Regions from separate parts of the Mus musculus genome. Here all the other regions are linked to region 1. Evidence: chromatin contacts called from public promoter capture Hi-C data. All regions are on one chromosome and are shown on one strand. The core of a region is the stretch at or near the end of the contact, and the rest is flanking DNA. Distances in the headings are between cores, read along the strand shown. Region 1 holds the start of Dnajc22 (DnaJ heat shock protein family (Hsp40) member C22). Region 2 holds the start of Hoxc11 (homeobox C11). Region 3 holds the start of Hoxc5 (homeobox C5). Region 4 holds the start of Hoxc8 (homeobox C8). Region 5 holds the start of Hoxc13 (homeobox C13).

The links. Promoter capture Hi-C pulls out the DNA fragments that hold promoters and counts their contacts.
Region 2: a contact with region 1 is called in a promoter capture Hi-C map of embryonic stem cells. The contact joins the promoter of Hoxc11 here to the promoter of Dnajc22 in region 1.
Region 3: a contact with region 1 is called in a promoter capture Hi-C map of embryonic stem cells. The contact joins the promoter of Hoxc5 here to the promoter of Dnajc22 in region 1. A contact is called at or near these places in 2 of 39 promoter capture datasets (embryonic stem cells and maxillary cranial neural crest) and 1 of 484 Hi-C or Micro-C datasets (embryonic stem cells).
Region 4: a contact with region 1 is called in a promoter capture Hi-C map of embryonic stem cells. The contact joins the promoter of Hoxc8 here to the promoter of Dnajc22 in region 1. A contact is called at or near these places in 2 of 39 promoter capture datasets (embryonic stem cells and maxillary cranial neural crest) and 2 of 484 Hi-C or Micro-C datasets (both in embryonic stem cells).
Region 5: a contact with region 1 is called in a promoter capture Hi-C map of embryonic stem cells. The contact joins the promoter of Hoxc13 here to the promoter of Dnajc22 in region 1. A contact is called at or near these places in 1 of 39 promoter capture datasets (embryonic stem cells) and 1 of 484 Hi-C or Micro-C datasets (embryonic stem cells).

What each region holds. Positions count from the first base shown.
Region 1 is chr15:99,097,630-99,102,097 of GRCm38.p6, reverse strand. Dnajc22 (DnaJ heat shock protein family (Hsp40) member C22) reads right to left here and starts at 2,614. Exons shown (of 3, transcript NM_176835.2): 1 at 2,498-2,614; 2 at 323-1,275. The coding sequence starts at 1,162.
Region 2 is chr15:102,951,984-102,956,327 of GRCm38.p6, reverse strand. It overlaps Hoxc11 (homeobox C11), which reads right to left and starts at 1,802. Exons shown (of 2, transcript NM_001024842.1): 1 at 1,121-1,802. The coding sequence starts at 1,802.
Region 3 is chr15:103,010,988-103,015,836 of GRCm38.p6, reverse strand. It overlaps Hoxc5 (homeobox C5), which reads right to left and starts at 1,829. Exons shown (of 2, transcript NM_175730.5): 1 at 1,302-1,829; 2 at 1-609. The coding sequence starts at 1,755. The coding sequence ends at 395. It overlaps Mir615 (microRNA 615), which reads right to left and starts at 927; the gene lies at 836-927. Hoxc6 (homeobox C6) reads right to left here. Exons shown (of 2, transcript NM_010465.2): 2 at 3,956-4,849. The coding sequence ends at 4,796.
Region 4 is chr15:102,988,855-102,993,694 of GRCm38.p6, reverse strand. It overlaps Hoxc8 (homeobox C8), which reads right to left and starts at 3,156. Exons shown (of 2, transcript NM_010466.2): 1 at 2,480-3,156; 2 at 1-1,132. The coding sequence starts at 2,915. The coding sequence ends at 840.
Region 5 is chr15:102,917,544-102,922,468 of GRCm38.p6, reverse strand. It overlaps Hoxc13 (homeobox C13), which reads right to left and starts at 1,338. Exons shown (of 2, transcript NM_010464.2): 1 at 552-1,338. The coding sequence starts at 1,281.

The DNA.
Region 1 (4,468 bases), core at 1,365-3,864:
CAGGCAGATTTCTGAGTTCAAGGCCAACCTGGTCTACAAAGTGAGTTCCAGGACAGCCAGGGCTACACAGAGAAACCCTGTCTCAAAAAACAAAAAACAAAACAAAACAACAACAACAAAAGTATTTATTATTCATGTGTCTTCCTCATGTACCTTCATGAAGCCCAAAGAAGCCAGGATCCCCTTTCAAGGCATAGCTGGCCAGACTCAGAACAGAGCTCCCTCATGCAAGCTACAAGCTCCTGCAGGGCTTCCATCGCTCAGAGTCCAGACAGGCTCTCCTCTCTGAGGAGACTTACCCGAAGAGGGAAGAAAGGCTTACCTGGTGAGCCAGCTGAAGTTTCTCATCCTGAAAACTGTCGACAAACTCATAGAGCTTTTCCCACTCCTGGAACCGGCTGCTGTTGAAGCCAGGACCTCCGACCAGTAGCCACCAGATCCGGCAAGGCAGAAGCAAGACAGACTCCACGAGGCGGCCAAGAAGTGGGAAAAAGCTGAACCAACTCAAGAAGGAACCCAGGGTTTCTGCCACGTAGTTAATGGTGGCAGCTGTGTTGTACATCGTACTGTAGGCCAGAGGGCCGGTGAAGGCGAGGTAAGCCAAGCCCACGCGGTAGAGCCGCACACTAAGTGTCTCTGACCCCGCTGAGGCTTTGTATCGTCGATGCTTCTGGGCTGTAATGCTGGCAGCCAAACTGATAGGCAGGATGGCTATGGGGCGGCCATAGAACACAGGGGACGTGAGGAAGGCCGCTCCTAAGGTATTCTTAAAGTCTGAGGTCTGGTTACCAACAGCAGCTACCAGCAAGACCCCTAAGCCAACAGCCAGTGGGAGGCCCACTATATAGAAGTTGTCCATGGAAGAAAGGCTGACTAGAGCCACAAGACCAAAATAGACACCCACTACTATCTGGGAAGCAAAGCGAAGGAGACTGAGAGGTGGTCTCTCCTCTTCCGGCCTCTGTTTCCAACTCTGGACTCTGTTGGCTTGAGCCACAAAGCTCGGGAGCTTCCAGAATTCCCAGAGCCAGCCCAACCCACCACCTCCCAGGGTGAGCATCCAGAGCAGGGCATGGCTGTCCCTTCCCAGGTACAGGTGGTGGAGCCCAACAGGACCCCCCAAAGCCCAAAGGACATAGGTCATCAGCAGCCCTTTGGCCATCCTCTAGGGCAAGAGTCTCAGAGAAAATCCAGTGGCGTTTGACATTGATCAAATTGCAGAAATCTCAAGGTCCTCTGTGAGAATCACTGCAGTCTGGAGGGTCATCCTTAGGCCTGAGAGGTGAAGCAAGGAGAAAGGCTCAGCAGTAATAAAAATCAAGCTAGCCCTACCTCGGGGTCTCTCAGGTACTAGATGTCTCCTATCTTCCGTTAGCACCCCAGTCCTGTTATTTACAATCACAGTGACTCCATATTTAAGGGAGGAAATGCTTCAATTAAAATATTTTCATTTATTTATTATTAATTTATTGATATTTGAGGCACAGTCTTATTGCACGTTCCAAACTGGTCTTATGCGGCCATAGCTGAGGACATCTTGGTCTTCCTGCCCCTACCTCCTCAAGTGCTGAGGTTATAGGCATGTGCCACCATGTCCAAGGAAGAGAATGTTTTTGTTTTTAAGATTTATTCATTATTATGCATACGTACACTGTAGCTGTGCTCAGACACACCAGAAGAGGGCATCAGATCCCATTACAGATGGTTGTGAACCACCAGGTAGAGTCAGTGCTCTTAACCGGCTGAGCCATCTCTCCACCCCCAGGAAGAGAATGTTTTAAGTGACTTTAAGTTGGGACACTGAGAACTAGGTGCCTGAACAACAACAACAACAACTCAAAAGCTTGGGACTAACGGGTGACCCAGGGGTCACTTGGGGTTTAAATTCCCAGCACCCACATGGCAGCTCATAGATGCCCTCTTCTGGTCTCCAAGGATATCAGGAGTGCATGCAGTGCACACACAAAGGTTCAAGCAAAACACCCGTGTACATAAAGTAAAATTGAGAAAGAATAAGAAGGGGGAAAAAAGAAGCTTAAATTTCTATCCTCCCCTTAGACTCTGGAATAGTAATGGCTCACAGGAAAGGGCTGAAGAGAATACTTTTTCACTGTTTCAAACCCCTTTGAAAGCCAGTGTCTTAGCCAAACTCACTCCTTTAACATCGTGTGTGTGTGTGTGTGTGTGTGTGTGTGTGTGTGTGTGTGTGTGTGTGTGTGTGTGTAAGCGGGTGCATTCTGTAACTCGGCCAAAGCCCTTTCCAGCTTTCCCATCTCCCCAGACTATGCCGTTCTCCCACAAGCCAAATTTGAAAGGGACCCTGAACTCCTTCCACTTAAACGTTCTGGAGAACATTTTGACCCAGACCTTAGCACCCCACAGCCCAGCCATCCTATCCCTATCAACCAGATCGAAGGCACTCTACAAAGCGGCCGCAAAAATCCTCAGAATATCAAATCTGCCTGCCAATCGTCTTACCTACTTCAAGCAAACTCACCCTCAGGCAGTCCCAGCAGGGCCGCAGTACCTGGCAGCCCAGGCTTCCAGGCTGCTTCAGAACAGCCATTGCCTTTGAACACAGATTCAAAATGGCCCCTCTGTAACTGCTCTCACCTCCACACAAGTGGACTTTGTCCCTCAGTGCTGGGTGACTGTGTTTGAAGTCAGGCCACCTCCTGCAGGCCCCGCCCCGAAAGCCCTGGTCAGCCCCTTCGTAGCCACCTTCCGGTCCTGTGTTCCTGGGCTCTGATCGCCCTCTCTACGGGAAGCTTTCCCCAGACTCACCCAGTTTTACACTGTAGGGCCTGGAACCGCGCCCCACTCCCGGCAGTGCGCACCTCTTGCAGCACTTCATTAACACCGCCAGATGGCGCTGCCGTTTACGGAAGGGAGGGTCCCCAAAAGTCCCAGATCTCCTTTTTGCAAGGTTGGGACATTCCTGGTCAAAGCTGTCCGAACCGTGCAGCTACCTGGCGGGAGAAAAAGGGCGACTCTATCAATAAAATTAAAAATCTCGACTTCCTCTCCTCTCCGCCACAAATGGGAGGTGATCCCTGTCTCGCTTCTCTCTGTACTCCAAGACGGCCATTATAGGATCACGTCTAATTTCTTAAAGGAGAGACATCCACTCAGAGGTGAAGGAGAGAGCCCCTCAAGACCCGCAATTCTGCCTCACTACCTTGCTTCCAGGCCTTCCAGTTAGGGGACTCCACAGCCAGACCTGGGAGTCTGAGCCTGCATAGCCCAGAATCCATAGAGCCAGAAGCTGTTCAGACCCTTGTAGCCTGAAGCAAAGGGGGGGGGGGGAACCCACACCAGCAAGGGATACAGGGTGGGGGCGAGCCATCAGAAGAGTAAGGGCAAACCCAGGGAGACTCGGGGGAGAGGAGCCTGCCTTCTCGCTTGGACGCTGGAATGGAGCTGGCTTACAAGATGCCTTCAACATCCCGGGCTACAATCCCCGAGCAGCTCCGTGACCTTGGCCAAGTCACACCCTTTCCTGAGCTTCAGTTTCTTTTAAAAGAAGCTTGGATCTACGAAATTCCCCAGGCTTGATTAGAGGTAGGGATGGAGCCGGTGGGCTTCACTTAGGGTCACTTGTCAACAGTGGGCAGAATGTTTTAGCTCCCTCCAACGTCTAGTTCTAGCTGGGGACTAGATATGGCCCCTTTAGGGCTGAGGAGGGGCGACAAAACGACAACCCAGCCACGGCTGGGGACGGGGGGCGGACGGGGGCGCTGAATAATGAATGAGACTTAATTGGGCCCGCTCTGCGCGGCGGCGCGCTAAGCTTGGCAAACAGCGCGGGCAGAAGCAGCCGCCGCCGCTGGACAAACAAACTCGCTCGGGAGCCGGGAGCCCAGTGCGAACCGCCTGGAGGGGGAGGGGACCCCGGGGAGCCAGGTCTCCTGCTCGCAGGAGGGGCCCAGAAGTGTCCAAAAACGCGAAAGGGATGAAGGCTTCGGGCCCAGCCTAGAAAGGACGGACTGGGGAGGGAGCGAAGCAGATTTTTGCCGTAGAGCCCTGGGACCCAAGGGCAATGTAAGCGCGTGAAAAAGATGGAGAAAAGAGTGGAGGACGGAGAAGAGAGTGAGAAATGAGCGAGGAAAAGGCACATCTGGAGGAGGGTGGTGGAGGGTGAGGGGCGAGAGGAGGACCATTACTGTGAGGAGAGGGCAGAGCGATGGAGAAACGAGAAGGGAGGCACAGGGGACCTAGAGAAGAAGAATTGAGGAAGAGTCAAGGAGAGGGATGAGAGGTGACCGGAATGAGAACAGGGGTGACAGGGTGGGCGAGAGGAGCCCCTGCCTGCGCCTCGCCCTGCCTCGCTCCCGCCCTACGCTCTCTCCAGCCGTCCGCACTCACTTTGTCACAATTACGGGGCCGTCACTCGGCCGGGATTGTTTTCCCCAAATTGTTGTTCTATAAACTGGCTCGGGGTGGGAGGTGGGGTGGGGGTGGGGGGAAT
Region 2 (4,344 bases), core at 553-3,052, 3.9 Mb before region 1:
GGCTCCTCTTCCGTATCCGCTGCGCTGGGGCAAGCCTTGATCCCACCGCCAGGTTCACTGAGAACCTAGTTCCCCCTGCCCCTCAGGCCAGAGCCCTAGCTGACAAGGTCTGAGGGTGGAGGAAAGCCTGCCTGAGCCACGTGCTTTCCCTGGGGTGCTCTGTCTGCTCCTGGTCGCTGCCCTTGCCCTTTCCAAGCCGCCCTCCTAATGCTTCTGCAAATCCAGGATCCCTTCCTCCAGAAATCGGAGGGAACCGCGGAGAATCGGCGCGAAGGAGTGAGATCAGGAGAGAGCAGTGAGGAATCGGGAGCAAACTAGCCCGTAGAGGTAGCAGGACACCTACGAGCCTCCTGTGGTGCCCTGGCGCCCTGGGACACCCAGCCGCTTGCCTGCCCCAGGCTTGCGTACAGTCAGGCTGGGCCTACCCAGAGAGAGGCCTCGGACCCTGGAGAGCCACCGCTACCTTCCCCTGCAGAGCAAGGGAATCTCTGATTCTTTCCCCACTCTCCTGCCACCGCCAAACCCCGGCTTGCCCCGGTTTCTTCTCAAAGACCCGCGAACACGTAATTTGAACATTTTTAAAAGTCGTTTTAAAAAGAAGAGGAGCGGCCTTGGAGAGCTTCCCTGGACTCCAGTTCTGCCGCGTCGCTTCTGTTCCTTACCTCTCCCCTTCTCTGGATTTCTCCCAGTCTGTCCCTCGCCCTCCCCTTTCCCCCTCCACCCCTCCCCTCCCTCCCAACCCCCCAGCAGTCCGACTCCCCATCCTTTCTTAAACGCTCCTCTAAGTTCACGATCAAAGTTAATATCGCCCGCAATGGTGGCACTTTTAAAAATTTCACAGACCGAGGGAGATAACGGAGGAGGGGGGCTCACCCGGCTTTTCCAAAGAGCCCCTTTCCCTCCCTCCCCACCCCTTCTCCATCGTAAAAAGTCGAGTCGTTGGGAGAGAGGGCTTTGTAGGTTATAATAAAATCCTTTGAATGCTTATAAAACTCCACATAAAATCAGACTGACCCAAAACACGAGGCTGTCCGCGCTCCCCTGCCCCCCCCCACTACTCCAGCCCTCCCTCTCCGCTCCCTCCCTCGCTGCCCTCGGGTTCCCGGCCGCTGCTACCTACTGGGGGCGGCTCCCTTGGCCGGCTCCTTGGTCGCCGAGTGGGAAGAACCGGACGAGCTGGGATTCGTGTTCTCCTCCTCGGCCTCGGCCTCAGCACCGGCCTCTGCCCGGGACGCAAGTCCCGAGGCGGGGGGCGCCTCAGGCTCCCCCTTGGCCTCGCCCTTGCCGGAGCAGGGGGGCTCGGCGGGCGCATCTCCCCCACCGCAGTAGGCGTTGTCGAAGAAGCGGTCGAAAGCTTGGGGCAAGACGCTGTTCTTGTTGACTGAGGAGTAGAAGCCGGCGGGGGCCGCGTGCGGGGCGCTGGGGTGGTGGTGGCCGCCGTAGGAGCCTTCATTTTTCATGAGGATCTCAGTGACTGTGGAAGGAGGCAGGCACTCCCGGTGCATAAGCTCGTCGGCCGCCGCATAACAAGACGAGTAGCTGTTCCGATGGTGCCACTTCCCGGACGGTTCCAGGCCGTAGGAGACCTCCCGGACCGGGGGCACTTGGGCTGAGTAGGGATAAGAAATCTGACGAGAGGGAGCCTGGGGTAGGAAGGAAGAGACGGTGGAGAACTCAGGCACGTAGTAAGTGCAACTGGGCAGATAGAGGTTGGAGGTGCAGCTCCCTCGTTCGCCGAAGTCAGCGCCCCTCTCCTTGCGCGAAGGCGAGCAGAAGTTGCCCAGGTTGACCGAGTTAAACATCGTTCTCTTCTCCTGCCTCCTCCGGCTGGAGGTTTTGGACCCGATCTAGCGAGGGGGGAAATTTTGGGAAGGCGAGATGACGCGTTATCCGTCTTAGTCTCTCTCCCCGAGCACGTGATCCAAAGTAGATATTGTCATATATCAGTTCGGAGCACTTCGCAGACGTAGGAGGGGTTCTCTCTTAGGTAAGATCGGGGACGTTCAGGCGATTGGTTTGCAAACACCGCAGAAACATTATGAAAATCAATTGCAGATTTGTATTCGTTTTTCTCTCGTCACTCCCCTCCTCTCCATTCCACAGAGCGAGAAAAGGAGGAGAGAGAGAGAGGGTTGGGGTGGGGTGGGCGGTGGGATGGGCGGGGGCGGTGGCTGGGAGGGGGTAATTGTATTTTTTTTTAACTGCTGTTCTTTTCCCCCCTAGGATTGGGGGAAGGAGAAGGGTTTTCCGTTTCGGGGTCTTGGTCCCCTCCTTATGACAAGCTGGGGGGCGGGGGGTAAAAGAAAGGGTCTTTTCCTGCCTGATTTCCCCGGAAATATTGGATGCTTCCCAACAAGTTTCAGGGACTCTTAACCCTCTACCTGAAGAATCAGAGCTTGTTCATAAGAAGTCCTTTATATTACTTTCCTGACCAGAATAAGGTGCGCTCCCTTATAGGACAGGCTCCCAGGAAGAGTATCTGAAGTTTCCCAAAGGTGAGGCAGCCCAGCTATGAGCCAGTGTCCCAACTTTGTCTAGCTTGCTGTGCTGCCGCTGGCTAGGGACTCCTATTAGTCATAAACCAGTGGTGAGCAGTGCGCCAGCCGCCCAGCCGGTGCCTGGCGAAGTCTGGGAAAAACCTTCTCTAATGTTGTGTTAAATATTTAGTATGAGAGAGTGGCCCTGGGTGAATATTTCATGCCTGCCTTTATTGTCAATCAATGTGCAGAAAGCTACATTCACTGTGGATTTTAAAATCCCAAACCCCAAAGAAAAAGATTTAGAGTGAGAGTCATCTATCTTCTCTATCTGGGGCCCTTCGGGTTGGGAGCTCAGCTTCAGCTAATAGGCTGAAAAGAAGGCTGGCAATAAGGTCCAGGCAGGATGTATGCTAAGGGAACTACATTTGGAGAGGTTTTTTTTTTTTTAATGATTTGGGGAGCTTAGGTGGGTAGAGGTGTCTATCTCTAATACCAATCAAAAAGTAGGCAGGGTAGGGCCTGAAGTCCCCAGCCTCTTTCACTCCTATTTCTTCTCTACATCTCAGTCCAACCCTGCCCTTCTCCAAGTCTATAAACCCTCCTTGCTGGACCGCTGTGTCCATAGGGGAATACTCAATGACTCCTTAAACCTCCAGTCCCTTTGGCTATTACAACATACATCTGGGCATCTGAATATAACTTTATGGAAATGTTCTGGGCTGGATCCATGGTGCCCAAACAACTGGCACAAACAGAAAGCAGCAGTAACCTTGGTCCTAAGAAGGAGCTGTCAGGACATAACATTTTAGAAAAGAGCAACTCAACCCTGTACTCTTAGACAAAACCAAAGGTAGTCTAAACCATTCCCCCACCCTCAGGGCCGCCTTCAGATTGGTTTTCCCGCTTTAAAGTGTATTTAATTTGATTTTCTTTGTTGAAGGATGAATCACTGAAAGCCCCAGTCAGACAGGAAAGACAGAAATGGCTAGCTTATTTCCAAATATATCTTCCCAAATCCATTTTTCCTCAACTTTTCTACCTGCCCACATTTACTCAGACTTTACAACAATACTTCGGTGAAATCTGCCTCCACCATAGTCACCTTCTCTGTGTGGGTGGGTGAGTGGGGATGTCTCCAATATTGTAGAAGAGACTTCCAGTGCTTCCCTATGTTTGCACTTAATGATAGGCATTGCTTCTTGTGCTTTTTAGTCCTGGCCAGATCATAACTGAAGGTAAATAACTAGATTGGGGGCATTTCTGTAGAGAAGGGACCAGAAACAGAAGATTCTGTTGCAGTTCCCCTTTCCTTTAGTCTTTTTTATAGGAGGAGCTGGGGGCAACGTTTTTAATTATAATGGTGGTGAACAACGGACTGGGGCTTTTATGGGGTTTGCGTTGACCTCATCAAACTTGCGTTTACTGGAGGCAAAATGCTCCCCAAACAGTCATAGAAGCCAGCAAGAAGAAGGCCAGAGGTACCCCATCTCTTGCAGAGATGAGGGTGGTCTTGGCTCCTGCTTTCCCCCGTTTTCCCACTAGGTTTTTCTTACTTTTTCTTCTTGCTCTTCAGGGCAGGGTGGGGATCAATCCCCTAAGTCCTGTTTTGCACAGCCTTGGAGAGAGGTGGGGGTGGGGGGGTATCTGCTTCCTGTGAGAAGACAGCTGTGGGCCTAAGCACTTGAATTTGACCACCAAAGTTTATTCATGGGCCACCATAAAAGTGAGGCAGGCAGCTACAAAGAGCAGTCTGATTTTCTTGAAGCCAAAAGAAGGAAGCAAAGGAGAGTGTCAAGGACATGATGTCTAGGAAGCTTTAGGATCCAGCAAAAGACTTGTAGGAAGGAATACTCTTCTCCACAAA
Region 3 (4,849 bases), core at 580-3,079, 3.9 Mb before region 1:
TGGTCAGCCTAGGCAGGAACAAAGAAGAGGGTGAGGCGGAGGTCGGGGAGAAGGGGTTACAGTCAGTCTGTCTCACCTTAACTCAGGCTAGCTGAACTAGGGCTCGGAGCCGAGAGAGGCAGCCCAGGCTGAGACTTATCCAGTACCCGCCCTACAAGAATGTGCCCCGGGCCTGGGGTGCTCAGCTGAGCTGAGGCAAGACAGGCAGTGCAGGCGGTCCTGCGGAACCCTGGGTCGATGGGGATTCGGAATGCCAAAGAAATGCGCTTTTGTCTGGGAGGCCCGGAGCCAGTGCTCTAGCCTCCGCCTCAAAATCTAGAAGGAGGAAAACCGAAAAGGAAGGGCGCAGGGACCACAGCAGACCGGGGTGCTCTCTGAGGGCTCCCTGCTTCCTCTAAAGAGCTTCTTTGCTCTTCATTTTGGAATCTTTCTTCCACTTCATCCTGCGGTTCTGGAACCAGATCTTGATCTGTCTCTCGTTGAGACACAAGTTGTTGGCAATCTCTATGCGCCTGCGGCGAGTGAGGTAGCGGTTAAAATGGAATTCTTTCTCGAGTTCCAGGGTCTGGTAGCGCGTGTAACTGGTTCGGGACCGCTTGCCATCCGTCTCTGGAACATAAATTCCCCCAAACCAGGGAGGGATGAATAGCGTGCAGCACTCCAACGTCCCACCCTAGTCCCAGGCCCCACCCGTGGTCGGAGGGAGTAGAGGTGAGCGCGGTGGGACAGGCCAGAAGGGCCGCAGGCGGGCAGGCCCGGTCCCGGGAGAAGCGCCTCCGCCTGGGCAGGAAACTTTCCACCGCCGCCTTCACTCTGCGGCCGGAGGGGCTGAGGGGGGATGGGGGGAAGAGGGAGACCCAGGCTCGGACCGAACAATAAGCACCCTCGAGATCCGAGCACCGGGGACCCCCCTCCCGCCCCTCCCGAGTCGCTGGAATCCTCCGGAGCCGCGAGCACTGGCCGAGCCGGCTCCGCAGGGGAGGGAGGGAGGGAGCCGCGGGGGGATCCCCACTCTGGAGCCCCATGCTCCTCACCCTTCAGATCCCTCTATTTTTTTAACTCCCTCCCTCTCCCCCCAAAATTGAATATTGCCTTTTATACACGTTTTGTTCCTATGATCCAATTATGTCGTCGTAAATTTGGGCGCACACAGCCTCTAAGCCTTTTAGTGGACAGTTTTACGAGCCATTGATGCCTGGATCGTAAAATTTATGGCCGCAGGTTTTTTTTCTTTATTTGCCCCGCATGGCCTATAAAACCCAGGCGGACCCGAGCGCGCAAAATGAAGTCCTAAAGTTTACCGTGGCTCATGTGCAGTTTGGTCATCCACGGGTAAATCTGTGGCGGGGCCGGTGGCTGGCTCAGTCCGGCAGGCTGCCCTGTCTGCGCCTGCTCCTCTTTGATCTCCCCACTGCTCTTAGCTCGCTCCTCCAGCGCCGGGCGAGCCGCCTTCTGACTGTACATCCCAGGGTTCAGAGGAGCCGCTTCGTCTCTGCCCAGAGCGTGTCCCGGAGCGGCCGCGGCGCTGCAGGCGGGGCGGTCGGGGTGAGCCCGGGGGTTGGCAGCCATGTCTACCCCGTGGAGAGAGTTGGAAGGCGCAGGCGGTGGGAAAGTGATGCTTAAGTCCAATCCGCCGTAGCAGTACCTGGATGCCTGCACCTCTGAGGCCGATCCATAGTTCCCACAAGTTTGCATGTTATAGGCAGGGATATTGGGGCTCTGCTTATAGAATGAATTGGCTACGTAGGAGCTCATGGCGGGGAGGGCCCAAAAAAAATTTCTGCACCCTTTTTGATTAAGGGTGATTTGTGACTCTTTGAAGTTGAGGGGGTTTTTGTTCTCCAAAGTGCACAATTTATAGGTGGAGATATCTCTTTCTTTATCCTATGCGCTCTTCCCAAATAAGGGAGCCTTAAATAGAGTCACGTGACTGGAGCGGCCACTCATAAATTTGGCTTGATGACCTCCGGGAGGTTAGTGATGGAAGCCGGCGAAACGCATCTTGATATGTTGGCAAAGCCCGGGGGTTGGGGGGGGGGGGATGAAAGAGAAAGAGAAGCAAGGGGGAGGAAAAAAAAATGGTTCTTGGAATTGGGGGGTAGTCGGGACAACGAGCTCACAGCGACACCTGGTGCCGACTCGGAGGAATTTCATCTTGTAGCATCGCTTGGCCTTCTAGCAGTCAGTTTGTGGAGAAGTTGTTGCTTGTTGGACAAACTAACCCATTGAGCTTGTCTTTAAAATTCTGCTTAAAATTGAGAAAGGATGAGGCCTTATTTATGAATTACACCGGTGGTTTTTGAAACGAATAGTGCCAGTTCCCTACCTCCAGAGCCTTCCAAACTTCAATGATGACTGAGAAAGAGAGTTGGGGTAGCTAAAGCCCAGCGTGGAGAGCCAGGAGGACATATCTTGGGTTACCTAAACTAAAGGTCAAGGTCTCTTGCTTGGGAGGATTGAACTCAGTTTTGATAAAGAGAAGCTTGTCTTGTATGCTTGGAAAAATTAACCTCTGGGAGGTAGGCAGGATACCCAAGAGGAGAGAGGGTTCCTGAATGAGCAGAAGCAGCAGACAGGTCCTGAGGCTGAGAGTCCTAGGTACTCTCTGGGATGTGACTGGAGGTGAGGGGCCAGGTGAACTTGGGTAGACTTCACAATGTTAGGAACCCTAACATGTTGCAAGAGGCAACATTCCTATGCATGTAACTAGACACAATGAACTGGAGGGCCCTTCTACAGCTCTGTGTGGTCTTCATGTGGTACCATGAGAATGCCAGATATTTCAGATGACCCCCAAGAGCATAGAGGGGCAAGATTGAAACCTCCACAAATATTATGAGCAAGGCAGAGATAAAAGTCTGCTTTTGTTCTTTTAGAGGTAAGCTCTTAGCCCAGGTTTCAAGATAGAAGGCTCATGGGGAGGTGGGTGGGCAGGCAGGGAGTCGGGCAACCCAGACACAGTCTTTGGCCAGGGTTTCTTCAACCTTTGGGTCCTATCCCCTTTCTTAGTCCCAGACCCTACTCTTTACTGCCCACATTTCCTCAGGAACTGAGGAACTCTCAGTCTCTGCCAGAACTCTCCCCCCAACCCCCGCTGGCCGAGGATCTGGAGGAGGGGGGCGGTGGCAGGGACCTGGAGAGTCTGGAAAACTCAGACCGATTTTTCCCCCTCCGGGAGACCTCCCACCCACACTTCTTCCCCTAGGCCCACTCAGGTTTCTATGCTGAGCCTTGGGGAAAGAAGGCTGGATCTGAAAAAGGGTTAGGGTCCTACTGTGCCCCTCATGCGCCAGGTTTGAGGAGAGAAGAGGCAGGAACCAGATAGGCTGGGCTGTAAGGAAGAAGGACTTTTGTCTGGCGGGTCAGGAGTCTCAGAACAGGCCAGAACTCAGTTTCCAGTCTTTCTCTTTCCAGTCGTCCTTGGATCGCTCAGTCTCTGCGGACGGACTCCTGAGGTCCTTGGATTGCCAGGGAGCCTCAGCCAGGTTTCACAACAGCCGGCCTGGCGGGCTGGAGGCATGCTTGCTAGTTCTCCTTCTCCCCATTCTGCTGGCAGTGGGTGGGAGCGACCCTAGTGCTCGGATCAGGCTCCTTTTCTTGCATTTTGGGCTCAGGGCTCAGAAGCCGAAGATCCCTGGCTGCTACAGGCAGGAAGAAAGGCCCGCGTGGGGCTTGGAGCCCAACCCGGCTCACTCAAGCTTCCCCGCCCCCAGCGAAAGTCCAGGCGGCCCCTTTCCTCTTTTTCTTTTCCGGGGTGTGTGCTGTTCCGTGTAGGGAGGGTCCCAGAGGCCTCTCAGAACCCCATCTCGGTCAGGAGAACCCGGAGACAGAGGCTCAGCGCCTGGCTGCAGGGCAGGCGAGTGCGGAGGGCTGGGGGCTTTGCAAGCTGCAGGCCGCGCGAGAGCTCTGCTGGCAAGCCAGCGGGCGGGAGAAAGAGCAGACAGGCGGATTATAAACTTTTAAAAATAATATCAGTTTTATTAAATATTCGAGAACGGATCCAGAGGTCGGATTTATACAGGAGGATAACACGTAGGGGGTTATTTCTTTATTTATTTTCTCCTACTGGCTAAACAAACGTCATTCACTTTTTTTCTCTTTTTGTTATTTTCCCTCTTTTTTTTTTAAATCCTTTTTTAAATGAGATAGGAACACTGACGGTGCTAAACATAAATATAAATACAGAGACCACAAATACAGCTAGAAATATTCACACAGAAACGGTCACAGTTCGAAATATGCCATAATGACCCCCAGGAATCTTTAAATACAATTTGCCTGGACTGGGCATTTGCTGGGGCAGAGGGACCGGGCAGGGACTGGGGAGAGGCCCTGGGGGTTGTTGCAGGGCCAAGGCGCGCCCTCCTGAGGCCTCCTGCCCTCCGGCTGTCAGGCCGGGCCCTGAGGCCCCCGAGTGGAGGCCCCAGGCCCTGGAGCCAGCTCTCTGCGCCGGAGGGCGGGGGTGAAGGGCGTCGGGGGTGGGGAGGGAGCCTAGGGCTCACTTGGAGAGACATCTGAGGAGTCTGAAGCGAGGTTCAGGTCTCCTAGGCCTAGGCGAGGGAAGGGGCCTGCAGACAAGCCAGGAAGAAGCTAGCGAGGGAGCTAGAGGAAGAGACGAGTGAAGAGTTGTGCAGTGAGGGAGGGGGTCCAAAGCTGACTTTTAGGTCCACGTCTGACTCCCTGTTTTGTTTTAGGAAGTCACAACACATCATTGTGCCAGAGATAAATACAGAGTGTGTGATTCGGGGAGCTGGGATGAGCAAGGGAGAAGAGAGGGGTGCAAGGACAGTCCTGGTCACTCTTTCTGCTTCTCTTCTTCTGTCTCTTCTCGCTTTTCCTCTTTTCCTCC
Region 4 (4,840 bases), core at 1,907-4,406, 3.9 Mb before region 1:
AGCACAAACACTAACACAGCTCAGAGGAAGCCGGGGGCCCAAAAGATCAAACAGCAAAGGCAAGGCAAGGAAGGCATGGACCCAAGTGACTATGGGATGGATAGGTAGGATTTCAGAGACCATTGCCAGTTCTAATAGACCCCTCAGGAAGGAGGTGGGTAGAGAAACCCACATCTCCTTGATTTCCAGCAGATTCCTGGAGAAAGTCAAGGGGGTTTTTCTAAGGAAAGAGCCTCAGAGGGGGAGGGGAATCTTCTTTGCTATCTTTTATTTCTTTTTAATTTTTCCTTTCATTTCCCCCTTTCCTGTTTTTTTCCTTCTTTCTTTTCATTAAAAAAAAACTGTTTATCCAGTATTCTAATTCCCAGCATACAAGCAAAGCCAGGAATCATCTTCTATATCTTCAGGGGAATCCCTTTTAAAATAAATACCAGAGAAGCACCGTGAAGAGGGAGTGTGGAGAGAAGTGTGTGTGTGTGTGTGTGTGTGTGTGTGTGTGTGTGTGTGTGTGTGTGTGTGAAGGGTTAGACTTTATGGGGAAGGGCTCAGAAGGTGGGAGCAGGAACAAGAGAGTGTATGCTGGGCATGGAGTAGAACAGAACTTTTCCCTGTGTCTCAGGTTCCCCCTCCCAACCCCCAGACAAATAAAGAGTGGGGGAAGCCCAAAGGTAATAAAAGCAGAGCTGCAACTATCTGACAGGTAGTTAGAGTTGTGAGTGTCATTCTATTCTCTATAAAAGCAAATGACAGTCGTAAACTTCTCAATTTATCTGCTACCATAAAACGAAACTTCAAGGGAGTTGCTGGGGGGGGGGCTGATTTTCTCTCTCTTTTTTTCCTTAGTCCTTATTTTCTTCCTTTTCCTCCTCCTCTTTCTCCTCTTCCTCATTCCCTTCTTCTTCCACCTTCTCCTCATCTCGGGCCCCAGGCAGTTTATCCTTGTTGTTCTCCTTTTTCCACTTCATCCTTCGATTCTGGAACCAAATCTTCACTTGTCTTTCTGTCAGTCCCAGGGCGTGAGAGACTTCAATCCGGCGCTTTCTGGTCAAATAAGGATTAAAGAGAAACTCCTTCTCTAGTTCCAAGGTCTGATACCGGCTGTAAGTTTGTCGACCGCTGCGCCGCCCAGGAGCTGAACAGAACAGAACCCCAGTCTGGTTATGTCTGGGTGGGGGCTCCGCCCCCCAACACAGCCCCACAAACTTCCCTCTCTGCTATTCCCAGTTCTCCCTCCCTCCTGCCGATAAGGCCGACTGCAGAAGGCAAGCAAGGGCAGGAAAAGTTTCCATAGCTGTTTTGGTTTGACTTCCTTCACCTTGGGAGGTGGGTGACGGTGGGGGCTGGGACGTGGTTGTCTGAAAAGTAAGGGCTTGAGGTGGACAAGGAAGCCATCAGGGTCCCTCAGGCCTACAGCTTAGCCCTTGCAGCTTTGTTTACAAGTGCAGAATGGCATTTAGTGAGGCGGCCTAGGGAAATAATCTGTTTCCAAAAGAAAGGAAAAGGGCTGGGGTTAAAGGAGAGGGGGCTGTGCCAATTGCCCCCTCCTTGCCGATCTCTGACTAATGCTTTTCCAATAAGAAAAATAATTGATCTTCTGGAATGTATCACTGCTCTGCCTGATTGCTAACTGGAGACCAAAAATAAATCAAGGGCCATCCCTGCCGGAACTTGTCGTTATCTCTTCCCCCTGTACTTCGAAATTGGGCCATGAAGGGCCACCCTTGGAGGGGCTCATGACCTAAACAGCTTTCCAAGAGACTCCATAGTTCTTGATTGGCGGGTAGCCTGACTCGAGTACCCTGGATCTCAGAGGCCCCTACTTGGTATGACCCCTCTCTCCTTTTGAGCAATCATTTTCCTCTTCTCGGGCTTTCAGTCTTCTCTTCAATTGGAGGAAGTACAGAAAAGTTGGGGTAGTGGCCTTCAGGCTGCTTCTCTGAGGGGAAGAAGTGACAATCCTAGAGAGGCAGAATGCTTGTCCTTGGGAGAGGGGAGGTCTTGCCCCTCTCCCTGACTAGGGGGAGATAGCAAAGGGTCTCCTTTTCACCCAACAGTCTGGTCACTGTCTTGGGATGGCTGGCGTTGGGAAATGTCTTTGGGAAAACTGGCTACCAACCCCAAAGACTGATAACCTCAGTTTACTTAGGGTGTCCTTGCCAGCCATCTCCCCAACTTTGGCTTTACAGATGGGAAGAAGGAGAGACAGAAGGAATAGAGAAAACGATTTTTAACCCTTTGCACCCACAAGTCACCTTTCCCCCACCTTCACCCCAACAAGCACAATGTCTCAGGCACCCCACGCTCCACCCCCAGCCAAGCCTTTCAATCTCCCAGGAACCCACCCAGGCACGGGAGTGGAGTGGGAGAGACCCCCAAAGCCAGGAAGGAAAGCGAGCTAGGGCAGACAAAAAGGAGGCGAGGGAGGGGGGAAGACCCCGGAGCGCGGGAGACCAAGGGGGAAAGAGAAAAGGCTTCTCACCGTGGGGTCTCATCCATGGAAACATGAGGCTGGGAGACGAGTTCTGATTTAAGTGGCCTTGTCCTTCGCTACTGTTAGTGTTGGCGGAGGATTTACAGTCGGGATATTGCACCACGCTCGCCTCTTGCTGAGCCCCATAAAGGGACTGTCTGGGGAGCGCCTCGTAGCCATAGAATTTGGAGGCGTCTCCGTGGCAGCTCAGCGAGCATGGGTTCTGCTGGTAGCCCGAGTTGGAGATGCCGGAGGTGCCGTGGTGGAAGAAGTCTTGGACGTGGTGCGAGGCGTGCTGGAAACCGGGCGCGGAGCCGCCGGGCCCGTACACCAGCGCATGGCTTCTGCCCACGCTCTGAGGGAACCGGCAGTCGTAATAGGCCGGTTCCAGGGACTCGCCGCCTTTGTATTTGGAAAACAGGGGGTTGACGAAGTAGGAGCTCATGCTGGGTACATGAAAACCCGCGGCCCCCTCCCCTTGGATCACGCTCCCCCGCCGGGTATCCCCGAAACTCCCCTCCCCCCGGGACCGAACCCCAAGCTGGCCGGCTCCCCCGGGCTGGACTGCTGGGCTGGGGGCTGGGCAGGTGGGGGCGCGGTGCCGGCTGCGGGCTCGGGCGGCTGCAGCTCTCTGCTCACTGTCGGTAGGTAGAGCGCGCGCTCTCACTTAGCTCTTTCCTCTAACAGCCCAGGCGAATTCCTCAGACTCCCGGCGGTGGCGGCGCTTACACGCGATTCGCGTTCATCAATCCACGACATGAAGACAGGCGAGCGAGCGAGCGAGCGAGCGAGCAAGAGAGAGAGAGAGAGAGAGAGAGAGAGAGAGAGAGAGGGAGAGGGAGAGGGAGAGAGAGAGAGAGAGAGAGAGAGAGAGAGAGAGAGAGAGACTGGGGGAGAGGGGGTTCAGGGCTGGGGGGGGGGACCTGGAGGAGAGGGAGGGAGGAGAGGCGAGGAATGGGGGTGTGGTGTGTGTAGGGGGTGGTGAGCCAGCCCTAGCTAATGGACAAGGCCAGCTTTTCCAAGGTGTGCACTCTAGTTTGAAGGTGTTCCCCCTTTTCTTTCCTTTTTGAGAGATACCTGAGCCATCAGGTCAACTCAGGTTACCTCAACAGGTAGAGGACCCCCAGGAGGTGAGAGTTAGTAAGTCAGGGCTGAGCCTGCAATCCAAAAGATGAGTTCTCTGAGGTTCCTTAAGTCTGAGGACTCTGAGAAGCCCAGCATGGTGATCATGTACCCCAAACCCTTCAGCCTGCACAATCTCCAGCCTCTGGTCTCTCTTCAAGGTCTGGAGCTGCTCTGTCATTTTTATATCCTGGGGACTCTTGTCTCTTGACTGCTCTTGGGGGGCACTCTATATGCCTCAGCATGACCTATAGAAAGCAACCTCTCCAAGGAGTAGGGAACCCCAATAGGCTTGGCTGGGAGAACCTGAGAGCAAAGCTGTTTATGGGGACTCAAAGGAATAGTTTGTGTGCCCAGGTTTCTGTCTAGCCCAACTCAAGAGATTTCATTTTTGGAGATTACAGCTGGACTGAAGGGTGCAAAAGAGTAGACCTCTTACTGGTTCTCATAAACCACCATCCCTTAGGAAATGCCAGCTCAACCTAGAGGGGCCCTCAGGATTCCCTGCACACACAAGCCCTTCTCCAGGCAGGCTGCCCAGGCCAGGATGTGGAAGGGAACTGTCAACAGACACTCTTTAAATATTTACCCACACTTTCTGGGCGGGGGCAGCATCCCCATGCCCAAGACTGGACAAATTCAAGTTAATTCTAATGGAAAAAAAATAACCAACACCCTTCTCTGGCCATGGTGTTTGCAGTTATGTGGGCTTAATTCAGAGAGAAAAGAGAAGAAAGCATAAGAACAATGTGTGCGTGTGGGCTATTGTGCTCATGAAGATGAATAAGAATGATTTTTCCCCCTGTCTTCTTCCTCTACAGTATGTGAGGCCACCTTGGAGCACACTCCAAACACACACACACACACACACACACACACACACACACACACACACTGTATGTACTGTATGTATGTATGTATGTCTCTTTATCCCGGGATAAAGAGACACACCAAGTGCTAGTTCATTTTACACTACCCATACTCATTTCTGGAAGTGGCCACTCTGACTTACAGACCTGTACATACATATGCACACCAGGCACATTCACATAGTGCTTGATAAACATATACATTTGTAGGTTTTTGTATCAAGAAAAAAAATCCATCTGATCTGCCCACACCCCACATCCTGAGGTTTGCAGGTTAGGCAAGGAAGGACTTGGTTAGAAAACCAGATCTTTTCCTTTCCTTCTGCCCATATGAGACAACTCTGGGCTGGCTCTAGTCATCAAAGAAAGAATGGCAGGG
Region 5 (4,925 bases), core at 89-2,588, 3.8 Mb before region 1:
TAAATTTAAAAAGAAAAAAAATTGTACATTTCTATAGGCTCTGGAGAATTAGATCCCCATTTTAATGCTATAGTATCTGGTGGTTGACAGCTCCTGAAAACTCGGGCAAGGTAAAGGTTCTTATACTCTCCCCAAATCCCAACTATCCACTGGGTTGAGGGTTTTGGACTAAGTTCCAAGACACCAGAGGCCCAACCCCAACCCATTCCTGGCTGGAAGCGGATTTAGGGGCCAGGATCCCTGAATGAGGCTGGAGCAGGCTGGGGGAGGAGGAGGCGAGCTCCCGACCAGAGCCGAGCCGAGCCGGCGCTCGGGCGCCTCTGATTGCTTCACTCTGGACCCGGCAGCTCCGGGGAACGTGTCGGAGCAGATTTCTTCCCCAGCGCATTCCTCAGCATAGCTCGCCCGGCCGGCTCCATCGACAGCCTAGCCGAGCCGGCGCGCCGGGGCCAGACGGCGGGGGTGGCTGAGGCGCGGAGCCGCGGGGCAGGCAGGGCGGGGAGGGGTCCCTGGCGGCGGCGGCGGCGCCGCCGCTCAAGCCCCTTCCTTACCTGGGAAGGGAGACTTCCAGAGGTGGGCGGACTGCGACTGCTCCTTGGAGCAGTACACCTGACTGTCCCAGCCATTGGAAAGAGCCCAGTGCTGGTAGCCTTCAACAGGGATGAGCGCGTCGTGACGCGGCTCCGGGTGCCCGCTGATCCCAGGCACCACCGACACGTCCAGGTAGCCGGGCATTGCCTGGTAGGAGCTGGCGAAGCTGGGGTAGAAGGCGAACTCCTTAGCCCTGGAGGACAGGTCGTCACCAGGCAGCGCGCCCGACGGCTCTGGGTACTTGTCCCCCGGATGGTAGGCGCAAGGCTTCTGCTGCAGGTTCACGTTGTGCGACAGGCGGCAGCCGTAGTAGCTGCCCCCAAATGGGTAACCATAGCCCAGGGTGGCGCTGGACGAGGTGGGGGGCGCCGGCGGTGGGGCGCATTGGCGCGCCGCCTCCGGGGCTGGGATGTCCGTGTAGACGGCGCCCTGAGGGGCACCCAGAGGAGCCGGCGGGCGGGCCAATACAGGGTGCGGGAGCAGGTCGCGGCAGTGGCTGGCCGGGCAGCTACCGCCCAGCCCGTCCATGCTCGGGGCTTTGCCGGGGCTCGCTCCGCTGCAGCCACCCCCCGCGCCGCCCGCGCCGCCGCCTCCCCCGCCGCCGCCGCTGCCGCTCTCCGCCGCGCTGTCCTCATAGACGTACATAAGGCTCTCCGGCCAGCGCGGGTGCAGGAGCAGCGAAGTCGTCATGACATGATCTGCTCCAGCTTTTTAAAAACTCCACTTGCCAGAGGCAGCGAGCTAGGGAGACACCTCGCTCTCTTTTTCCCTCCCCCATCCCTCCTCCCTTCTCTCTCTCTCTCCACCCCTCCCCTCCTCCCCCCGCCACCCCCCCCCCCGGTGCTTCCCCCTCCCTAGCCGCATTCCCACTACGCATGCGGACACACTTCATTAAGAAATCCGGCGACTCCCGCCCTCCTCACCATAGCACGCCCCTGGTTCCCACGTGACCACAGCCGCTGCACGTGATGCTAAGCCTGGGTCTCCTGGGGTTCCCTCCCCGGGAGATGGGGCGGGGCGGAAAGAAATGAGAACTTTGTTGATTGGCTCACTGGAAAGGAAAAGGAGGAGAGAGCTGGGAGATTTAAAGGGACGGGCAACGCCCCCTAGGCAAGCCTTGTTAGGGGAGGGGGGCAGAGAGGCTTAATTTGGCCGACGCAAAGGGACCTAGGGAGAAGAGGATGGCTCCTCCTCCTAGGCTCTGGACTGAGAGACGCTGAGAGGCTCCGGTTCTCAAACAGATGGCTTTGACTACCGAAGTCTCTAAATTGGGGCTTGGAGCTGAGAATGGAGGCAAACCTGGAATTTTAGTAATAATAGTAATAGTAATAATAATAATAATAAATCTAGCTAGGAAGGCTCCAGCTGTGGCAGTCAGCTCACGGCGGACAAGGACCTCACCGAGCCTTTGGTGCCGAAACCAGAGTCTCAAACTCCGACCTCAGAGGCTTTCCCCAAAGCCCCAGTTTGTCTGGAAAAGGGCTCTCTCCTGTATCAGACATGATTGGGCGATTGGATTTCCCAAATGCAGACTTCGTCCCGATGTGGGGAGAGAAATGATGAAATACACTCAGCGAGAAGCAGAGGCTAACGGAGAGGGGCAGAAGGACAGATTGCCATTTCAGCATACAAAAGGGATACCGGAGACTCCCCCCGCCCCCACTCTCAAAGAAACAGAAGCAGATTCTGACTGAGCAAAAGGAAAGGCCGGGATGCTTGCAAGAGTCTCTTTGGGTTCACACAAGGAACTGTAGAAAGCAGAGAAAACCTGCCGCTCTTTAAAGGGACTTCTGACAGGTGCAACTCCAAACATACAAGTACAAGACCACCCCCCCTCCTCAATGGCTTGGGCTGATGGGGTGATAAGCGCTAAGGAGCCAGGCAGCTTAAGTTTAAGCTGCCTTATTCCCAGTTTCCTTTCAGGATCACTCTTGTTCAGGCAGAGTACTTAGATCCCGAACTGTCTTCTATGTCAAGAACAAATTAGCACCAAGTTACTGATTTTTATAACACTCACTTTTTTCTGCGCCCCCCCCCCCACTGGTTAGGGCCTCAGTAGAGTCACCCCTTTGCAGAGGGGCATCTCCATGGAATTGTGCCAAGCTCCCTTTCACACATACCCCTCCCTGAGGAGAAGAAGTAATAAAGAGCGAGCGAGAGAGCAGGAAAAAAATAATAAAGAGGGAGAGAGGGGGGCTGCGGTGTCTCTCTCCTTCTTGCCTCTGCCACACGTTTTAAATGCTGGGTGCTGATGTTCACACAGACTCTCAACTGTGAACACCCATCAAGACTAATCCTAGACCTTTCAATTGGAGGCAAATGTTGGAGCCTGCCTCAAGACCCCTAAAGGAGGAAGGTGGTCTCTGACGGTTGACAGCCCCAGGCCCTGGTGAGTCAGGACAAGAAATGGAATTTTTGTCAGCATGGTCGGTCTTCATCCAGAAGTGAGTCCTCCTCGGAGTTTTGAAAGCAGGCTTTGTACTGGGATGGCAAAGAAGAAAAATACAAAAGAAGCTTGAAACCCTGGCAGATCAGCTTATCAATGTTTGTGGGGTGGGGGTGGGGGTGGGGGAATGATGGTTCATCAGGGAGAATAAGCCAAAGGGAAATCTTTGAGAGTCCTCTGGGCTCGGAGACAGGCTACCCTGCTGCTGGAGTCCAAGGTCAAGGTAAAAAAACAAACAAACAAAAATACAAGGAGAACAAACAAGGTCTGGCCAAGTCTAGACTGGGTCCGGTGAACTTGGCCCCCTTGCCTAAGGCTGGCTGAGAGGGTTGGGTGGCCAGGAGGACTGTGGGTTTTCTTAGCAGTGGGTAGTAGAGATTGTTTCTCCTCCTGTGAAGTGCTGTGCCCCCATTGAGAACAGGGAAGTAGGCCAAGCTGTGGGGCCGCTAGGAGAAACAAAGGACCTGGGAGAGCCTTTCCATTCCAGTGGCTCCCTTCCTAGAGAGGCCTAAATACCAGGCACGGTCTGATACTCAAATACACTTCCCCCAGCCTTTGAGAGTAGAGGCCAGAACTGTGAGAAGGATGGATCTAGGTATAGGAAGGCCCCACAATAAATAACGTTAATGCTATATTCTTTTTTCAGGTTTATATAAGGACATTAACTATTACTATTGCGATGAGATATAGATTTAATTAACCCAGCAACTTTACAATTCCATTTATTAGGGGCAGTTTTCTGCCAAAATTTAGCGGGAAGAAGATACTGGGAAACAAAGTCTCTTTTTTGCAAAGGACCAGATGAAGATGTAGGTACTCAAAGCAACGCGGGGACCTAGGAGGCCATGAGGGGGAAAGTCCGGGTTAAGGACGCTGAGAGCGGGCGATGGTCACACTCCCTTGAGCTTGATTCCCCAAGACCTTCCGTGCCTGCTACTCTCTTCTGCCCACAAGGATCGCGGAAGGAGGCATGCATAGAAGAGCCTGTGTGCGGATAGGATCGTGGAAAGTAAAACCTTGCAGGTTAATTAACTTTAAGCGTGGGGTCGCTTTTCCCAGTACCCTGAAAAAACCTGTGTATCTCGCTGAGACACAAGTAAAATCAAATTAAACACTCCAGGAGAATACGCATCACTGGAAACGTAGTAATTACATCTCATTTCGGAGGCGATTCACACCCTAGAAGCCTGGCTCTGCAACCTCTGGTTGAAACTCTCACCCTGCTCACCCCGCACCATTTTGTCACACCTCGATCTCCCCACTTCAAGGATGGTATGGTGGGGATTGGCCCAGGATGAAGTTTAGAGAAAAACAAACAAAACCAAACAACTCATAAGTGAAGCTGCTGATGTAGGAGAAAAGATGGAATCATTTAACTGAACTGAAGGAAAATGAGAAAGGGTCCTCTTCCTCACCGGGGAAACCCAGCAGAGTCTGGGATACGTTTTCAAAGCAAGAACTGTGTGAACCATTCTACCCTCAGCGTCCTCCAGTGAATCAACTTTTCAGCTAAGTTATCCCAGCTTATAAAGGATATACTTAATGTGCCTTTTCATTTGAAGTGTGTGTGTTTCTCCCACCCCGCGTGCACACGCGCGCGCGCGCGCGCACACACACACACACACACACACACACACACACACACACACACAGGCAGCCTGTCTGTGAGTTTAGGGATGTGGGTGGATGTGTATTGTACACATCCCTGTGGACACAGGCTAAATGTGTTCATGAAGACACAAGCCCTTTGTGTAAGTCCTCTATCTACAAATAAAGGTCGGAGTTTGTGGGCTTGTTTGTTTGTGTGCACACTCAGTTCACATGCTTGCCCCAGTCTACTTACCAAAGCATCACCAAAGAAAATATCAGGGAAGCAGAAGGCCAGGTT